2 separate regions of the Sus scrofa genome follow, and region 2 is linked to region 1. A link is a contact called in public HiChIP or PLAC-seq data. All regions are on one chromosome and are shown on one strand. The core of a region is the stretch at or near the end of the contact, and the rest is flanking DNA. Distances in the headings are between cores, read along the strand shown.

The links. HiChIP or PLAC-seq counts read pairs in DNA pulled down with a chosen protein or histone mark.
Region 2: a contact with region 1 is called in an H3K27ac HiChIP or PLAC-seq map of skeletal muscle. The contact joins two enhancer-like sites. A contact is called at or near these places in 2 of 47 Hi-C or Micro-C datasets (both in embryonic fibroblasts) and 1 of 2 datasets of contacts at active chromatin or transcription factors (skeletal muscle).

The regions. Positions count from the first base shown.
Region 1 is chr13:8,329,962-8,334,145 of Sscrofa11.1, reverse strand. The region is part of intron 3 of ZNF385D (zinc finger protein 385D); the gene reads left to right. Among named protein-coding and RNA genes, the nearest start is that of ZNF385D, 880 kb to the left of the region's middle. Within about 2 kb of position 2,320, at least 3 of the 83 cell types and tissues checked have an H3K27ac peak or open chromatin away from gene starts, as enhancers often do. A contact at or near this core is called in skeletal muscle, where this site is marked.
Region 2 is chr13:8,553,275-8,557,458 of Sscrofa11.1, reverse strand. The region is part of intron 2 of ZNF385D (zinc finger protein 385D); the gene reads left to right. Among named protein-coding and RNA genes, the nearest start is that of ZNF385D, 660 kb to the left of the region's middle. Within about 2 kb of position 2,243, at least 17 of the 83 cell types and tissues checked have an H3K27ac peak or open chromatin away from gene starts, as enhancers often do. A contact at or near this core is called in skeletal muscle, where this site is marked.

The DNA of each region.
Region 1 (4,184 bases), core at 1,071-3,570:
TAAATTCTTTTGTATCATTTTTTTTTTTTAGATTCCACATATTAGAGATCTCATATGATATTTGTCTTTCTTTGTCCGACTTACTTCACTTAGTATGATGATCTCTGTCCATCCATGTTGCTGCAACTGGCATTAATTCACACTTTTTAATGGCTGAGTAATATTCCTTTAAGTATATATATATATATGTATATATATAAACACACACACACTTGGATATGTATATACACACATACTTGGATATATATATATACACACACACACACACTTGGATATATATATATATATATATACACTTGGATATATATATCCATACCCATCCCACATCTTCTTTATCTATTCCTCTGTTGATGGGCATTTAGGTTGCTTTCATGTTTTAGCTGTAGTAAAGTCTTACTTCTCTTTTTAAAATTGAAGTATAGTTAATTTATAATACTGTGTTAGTTTCAGTTGTATGGCATACATAGTGGGTTTTTTTTTCTAATTATATTCCATTATAGGTTATGGCAATATTTTGGGTACAATTCCCTGCATTTCTAATAAGCTACCTGCTGCTGCTGCTACTACTACTACCAATCTGGGAACCACACTTTGAGAACTAATGCTCTATATGAGTGTTAAATGGAACTGAGAGTTGATAATAAACACATTGAGATAGAATAATTAGAAACCTTAGAAACATTCTATTAGTATATACAGAAGTGATACTCAAAATATTTAACAACCCACTGACTGCTTACAATGCATACTGGTCTCAGACCAAATTGTTAGTGAAAGTCCATGTGCCCCATTCACGTGTGGCCAAAGCAAATCAAAATATCGGAGTTTGTAGCAGAAAAAGGTTTATTGCATGGCCATGCAAGGAGACAAGTGGCTCATGCCCCCAAAATATCCCAAACTCCCTGAACCAAAATTGCAAAGCGTTTTTAAAGGCAAAGTGAGGAAGGAGCATGGTTGGTTGCTGCAAAAATCCTTTGTTTTTGTAGCTGCCCACAGAGGTCAGGTCATGATGTTCCTGTAAACCTCCAACAAAGATACATGAGCTAAGCTAAGATACAGGAGCTAAAGCAGAGGATATTGGGGAAAGGCCCACACCAAGAAATCCTCAAAGGGTCCTGCTCAGTTACAAAAGGCGGAACCTGTGCACACTGCCTCAGAATTATATTTGAAAGAATGTATGCAACATAAAAGCAACTTTACAAAGATAAATTCAATCTAAGCTAAAATTTTGAAACCAGATAATTTTCTTAAAAAAAAAAAAAAAAGAGTTCCCTGTTCAAGTATTATCTCTTCTCTTCCCCAAGAGGGTGGTAAATTTTTTAATAACCACTCTTTATTTTTCTGATGTTACATTTTAATAGGATAATGGTCATTTTACTTCAATGAAAAATTAATATGGTAAATTAAAAATCAGAAACTAACCAAGACCACCTTGTTCTTTTTGAAATCACATGCGTTCGTGAAAATTAACTAATTATAGTATTCAGGTATGTATACTTATATTAAACTTCCTAGTTTTTCAAAAAAAGCATATTGAAACATCTTATGCAAGACGTGGAGAGCAAAATTGTACAAACTATTGGTGCTAATGGAATGAAATGACCCATGAACAATAGATTCGCAGTTTCACAGAATAACAGTGATTTATATGGAAGCCTGTTACTTAGATAAGTATAATAAATGTGTGTGTATGTGTTCATGTGTTTCCAAATGATAAAAATGCCTCTCCCAAAAGTTAGCCATTTAACAATTATTTTTATCTGCATTGGAACTTCAGTTGCATATAAGTTGGAAGCCTCTTTGAAATGCTGAAGACAAAATTTGAAGATTGAAAAGTCTGGCTGGCTACTGATGACTGAGATGTGGCGATGACATTTAAAGTGGCGTGAATCCACTCTGAAGGAATGTGTGTGCCTATCTTTAATGTCAGCATTTGCCTCTGAGATGACACTTGTTAGATTTCATGGTATCATGTGCTAGTTCAAGGTCGGTAGTCGTGCTTTTTGTTACCCAATGCAGAATACTCCACAGCTGATCTAAAAGTAACTTGTTGAAACCAGTGTTTCTTGGTCTGCTTACTTTCCTGTGTACTTGGATCACCTCACTCGCTTTAAGTTTTAAAACAGAATTCTGACTTGTGTTGTAATGAAGTATTTAAATAACTATACTCATACTTATTTAATCTTGAAATCATTCCTGTGATAATGAATTGTTTGCTTATGTTGGATGGTTCCCAGGTTTCTGGGGATGACTTGACTCATAGATGAACTAAATAAATTATAGGCAATAGCCTCAGAAGGAAAATGGTGTACTACACACACCCAGCATCTCTCTGCCCTAAGGAAAAGCAGAGGAGGCCTAAAGAGACAGCTCTGGCCAACTGTTGCTTTTGAAAAAATCTTCTGGAGTTCCCATTGTGTCTCAGCAGGTTAAGAATCCCACATAGTGTCTGTAAGGATGCGGATTCAATCCCTGACCTCACTCAGTGGGTTAAAGATCTGGTGTTGCTGCAAACTGTTGTGTAAGTTGCAGATGTGGCTCAGATCTGTGGCTGTGGCGTAAGCTGCAGCTCCAATTTGACCCCTAGCTTAGGAACCTCCATATGCCACAAATGGGCCCTTAAGAAAAATAAAAAATAAAAAATAAACAACTCCCAGTAGGATTCCTTCTTAGGCTGCAGCTTTGTCTACCGTCACAGAAAGGTTGTGTGTGGCTGAAAAATCTATCTTGCCGAGTGAAGTGGCTTAACGGGGTAAGAAGAGGTGGCTGGGCTTCCTTTTTTTATACACCTTTGTGCAACCCACCTGTATCAAGGTGAGCCAAGACATGTGGGGTCAATATATACAGACAGAAAAATTAATACTAATATAACCCAAGAGCAGTCCAGTAAATTCTACAAACATGAAGGTCAGTGATAAAGAAAATGTTAAATGTCCAGAAGGGGTTACCTGTCTACATTTAGTCTCTAACTCGTGTATCCACTTCCACCCCCAGCGCATCCATACCCTTCACCATGACATCACATTGCTCCCCTCGACCACCATCAACCCCCCCAAACTCCCTAAGTTCCCTGAAATTCTACATGTTGTGGTCTCTCCATAGCATTTTGGATCTTCCTACCATTCAGGTTTTTTTTTTTCAAATTTGTGGGAGACTCAGTTGCCTTTTTTTATAGTAGAGTTTAACAAATTACATAATAACTATCAGAGTTCTTTGAGACTATTATTCATGGAACAAGTGAGTATGCATTTCGTCTTGTTTTGTTTTGCTTTTTTAATATACCAGGTGTCTCAACTGGGAACCTACCAGATGTACTAGCCGCTGCTAGTTTGATCACCCCTTTCTCCCCACAACCTCCTGAGCCATTTCACTTGCTGGAAGCCCTGGCTTAGCTATGTTTGTGCAGAAGTTTTTTGTTTGTTTGTTGTATGTAGGTACTCTCTTAACTTGCAGGATTCTTCACCTGGTCATATGGTGTTTTTAATACATACGGTGTATTTAAATGAAGTCTTCTCTGATTTGAAATACCACTGAGAAATACAGATTTGCTAGGAACCTTAACATGTGCATTAAGATGTACATTTTGTAGGTATATGTGGGAATAGCACTGTTCATGGAAACCCTATATTATAATACATATGATGTGTAAAGCAGTCACTTCTATACCAGGAATAGGAGTGAGAAAGTACATAACCAACTGCCTAGAGAAGATGGCTAACTGTATATTGTAGATGTAATTGAATATAGCATCTTGCCCTCAAAAGATATATCCAAAGGATTTGCTTTATAAGAAAGGAGAACTAGACAGGGGGAAAAAAGAAACACAACTCTGTCCATCAAAGTAGCATTTTCCATGTAGAATCCAACGAACCTAATCCATCATTGATTCCTCTCTTAACGAAAGCAAGTCTTAACTTCACATTTTGACTCACATGATGTCCTTTGATGTTACGTGTTGTTGGAAAACTGATGCATGAATGTCCTCTCTGTTCAAACTGTTTCTAATATACAGTTTCCTTGTCCAGTGTTCTTTCAATAAGGGTACCTAGTCCTTTGAGGATACTTGTCCGAATGATGCAAATAAAGGTGTGGATTATTTTTTGATCTATTTACAAAAAAATATTATACTACAACATCCTACCTACCACAGCTACTGTGATGAAGAGGACAATGTGACTCATTTT
Region 2 (4,184 bases), core at 994-3,493, 220 kb before region 1:
CTTTAGAGACCATTTAGCTGGGCTCTGGCTTTCTGCTGATATGGAAAATCGTTTCTAAGCTTCTAACCTGAGTTCCTCCGTTTCTATTGGACCAGATACTGAATGATCCACAGTTAAGGTTCCACTTAGGGTGACCAGCCATCCCACTTTTGCCCAAGACTGAGGGGGTTCCCTGAACATGGAACTTTGGGTGCTGAAATGAAGTCTTGTGAAGACTGGGATGAATCGTTCACCCTAGTTCCAGTAGATCAAATTCAAATCCTGACTTCAGCACTCAAGACCAAGCTCCCCACCGAGGACTTGCGCAGTGACTTGCTGTCTTTGAGCCTCAGTTTCCCTGCTTGTAAAACACGAGTAATAAATGAAACTTCCTAGACTAATGGTCAGGATTGAGGTAGATGCTGTAAGCCGAGCACTCAGCATGCTGTCACAATGTTCATTCTTTAAGTGTCAATTTGACTCAGCACTCCCCTCGATTCCTGAAAGGAAGAAACATCCCAAAGCTCGAATTTAAGTGATTATGGATCATCTTGATGGCACCATCTCTATACAGACAGGGCAATTGTACATCACCTCCTGACCTCATATATGATGGGTAAACCGGGGTGAAGTCATTCTTCGTTCAGCGTGCAGTTTGTCTACCCTGAATATCAATACTAATGATTTTTGTTTGTTGTTTAGGGGAAGAAAGGCCTGGCGAAGGCTTGGCCACCTTGGGATGTTGTGAACTGGCCCCTGGTGTTCTTGTTGACCTTGTTTATCCATTAGTGATGCTCTGAGCTCTATTACAGCTCATGAGGGTGGCTGCAGCTAATGACTATTCTTGCATCTCCTGACCCATCATTGTCTTAACAATCGATATCGTTAAAACAACAGGCACACAAACAGACAAGGCGGCTTCCAGTAAAATGCCCGTGCTCCACTAGCAGGTCTTGGGTGAAAGAGGCTGGCTTTGCCCGTCCTTACCTGGGGAAAGTCAATTCACTCACCTGTCATATGCCATCCACTTAGTCTGCCAAATATGTGACTGTTAAGTGTGAAGCAAAGTGCACTTTTATTTTTCTGTGATGACAAATAAGTAAGGCTGCTCCAAGCAGCGCATTATTCCACAGTAAGGGTGACCTGGCCAGAACTGCTGCCGACTATCATTTTAGACAAGAAAACAAATGAATAACAAAGCAGATGCCGCTCTTGCTTTCCTTGGGGATAAAATGGGACTGCAGAAGGGGGCCGACATGGAGTTTCCATTGTGACTCAGTGGGTTCAGAATCCAACTGGTGTCCATGACGACGCAGGTTCCACCCCTGGCCTCGCTCAGGGGGTTGAGGATCTGGTGTTGCTGCAGTGTAGGTCACATATTTAGCTTGGTTCTGGCCTTGTTGTGGCTGTGGCAATAGGCTTGCAGCTGCAGCTCCAATTTGACTTGTAGCCCAGGAACTTCCATATGCTGTAGGTGCAGCAAAGAAAGAAAGAAAGGAAAAAGGAGGGAAGGAAGGAAAGAGGGAGGGAGGAAGGAAGGAAAGAAGCAATGCAGTCTTGATTTCACTGTTGTCCTTTTTAGAGGCAAAATTGGGAGATTTTTGTTTCTGGGCCCATCTCTGCTTGCTATAGTCAGAGCCTCTGCATTCACATAAGGAGGCAAAGGCTCCGTTTCACTGACAGGAAAATAGAGGCCACGTGCTTGCTCAGTGACAGTCCTCCAACCACAGCTTACAAGCCAAGTCTTGATTTAGTGGTGTGAATTTGGACAAACAGCCCTTGAGCCTCAGCTTTCAAATCAGTAAACTGAGATAGTGGTCACTCACGCTGCCTCCCAAGGCAGCACTGTAACTACTAAAAATAGCTGAGCTTTATAACGTGCTTGGTCGCTGCCAGCCACTGTTCTTAGTTTATGGGCTCAACCAGTCCTCCTAACAGCCTTGTTGGAAGAATGATCAGTATGCCTGCTCTGCAGATGATGAAACACCAATACAGAGAGGTGAAGCAAGGAGGTGACAGGAAGTGGCTGGGCTGGGTCAGACCTGAGATGGCAGATTGCCTGGCCCTGGCTCCCTCCCCATACCATTTGGTGTGACCTTGAGTAAAATTCAACCTCTCTAAGCCAGAGCATGTTCTCACTATTCAGTTAGAGGGTGGTTTTTTTGAAGCAGGCAGCAAACGAACCCGTGAACCAACACACAGGCAGAGAGCGTCTCAGCTTGCATGGCAAGCAGCCACCTGCTGGTGGGGCCTGAGGCTGAGAGCAGGGAATCCTTCCAGCTCCCTTCCAGAAAGTCTGCACGAGGGTAAGAGATGTGAAATCTGGTTCATGGAACATGCAGTGCTCCCAAATCGAGGCTCGGAAATGATGCTTACGGCAGGGATATGTGCCCTCCCTGTGCAGGAGCCGAGCCTCGGGGCCTTGCCTATGTGTGTGCCAGACACGGCGACCTCACTCTTCCACTTAGAACAGCAATTTCCTCTCTCACTGACTTTCTTCCTGGGCACATGAAATGCCCTGTGCCAGATATGGGGTGATCTTTTCCTGTCAGATAATAATGTGAACTTTTGTTGGGGAGGGGGGTTCATGGCACACCAGGAACTAAGGGAGAGCACAAAACCTTTCTGTATTCTCAATGGAATATTTTCTGTTTTTTGAAAAGGTAATATGTAATACATGCACAATTTTTGAACTACCGTATTATAAAAGGGCAAATAGTGAAATTGAAATCTCCTACCTCCACCCTAGTGCACTTTGTTTTATTTGTTAAATTATACAGAAGGGGGAGGGGAGAGATGGGTGAAGGTGGTCAAGAGACACAAACTTCCAGTTATAAGATACACATATCCTGGGAATGTCACATATCGCATGGGACTGTGGTCAACAAAACTGTGTTGTGTCTTCGACAGTTACTAAGAGAGCAGTTCATTAAACGTTATCATCACAAGAAAAAAATTGCACCTGTGAGGTGATGGATGTTAATTAGACTCATTGTAGTGATGGTTTCTCAGTATAGAAATGCATCAAATCAGTATGCAACATTATTAAACTTTTTTTTTTTTTTTTTTTTTTTTGTCTTTCTGCCATTTTCTTGGGCTGCTCCCGGGGCATATGGAGGTTTCCAGGCTAGGGGTCGAATCAGAGTTGTAGCCGCCAGCCTACACTAGAGCCACAGCAATGCGGGATCCGAGCCGTGTCTGCAATTTACACCACAGCTCATGACAATGCCGGATCCTTAACCCACTGAGCAAGGCCAGGGATTGAACCCGCAACCTCATGGTTCCTAGTTGGATTCAGTAACCACTGAGCCATGACGGGAACTCCTGTTATTAAACTTATGCAGTGTTACTTATCAGGTATATCTTAGTAAAATTAGAAAATAAACTCTTTGGAAGGGTATGTATGTACACCCTCTTCTTGTTTTTACATGGAGTGGAAGCATACGACGACCTTGTTTTTCAGACTGCTTTATTTAACATTTTGATGTTTCTTTTTTTTATTTCCTTGCTTTTTAGGGCCAAACCCATGGCATATAGAGGTTCCCAGGCTAGAGGTCCAGTCAGAGCTATAGCTGCCGGCCTACGCCACCGGCACAGCAACATCAGATCCGAGCCATGTCTGTGACCTACACCACAGCTCACAGCAACTCCAGATCCTTAAAGCACTGAGCAAGGCCAGGGATCGAACCCACAACCTCATGGTTCCTAGACAGATTCATTTCTGATGCGCCACGACGGGAACTCCTGATATTTCTATTTTTAAAAATTTTATGGCTACATAATATTCCAATGCAGGAACATATTGTGATTTATTTTACTGGGCCTTTTAAAAGAAAAATAACCTCTTTCCCTTCTTTCACTAATTTAAAAAAATGGCTATCATTGTGCATAGATAATTTTTTGTGTACATAGTCACAGGTGTCTAAAGAGTAAATTCATAGAAATGGAAATTAGGGAGTAAATCATGTTTAATTCTCATGAGTATTGCCAAAGTGTCCCATGGAAATTTTGTATTGATCAATTTCTACACATATTTCTATCATTAAAAAGTAGAAGAGTTCCTGTTGTGGCTTAGCAGGTTGAGAACCTGACTTCACGTCCTTGAGGATGTGGGTTCAATCCTTGGCCTCACTCAGTGGGTGAGGCCCTGGCATGGCAGATGTGTCTTGGATCTGTTGTTGCTGTAGCTGTCATGTAGGCTGGCA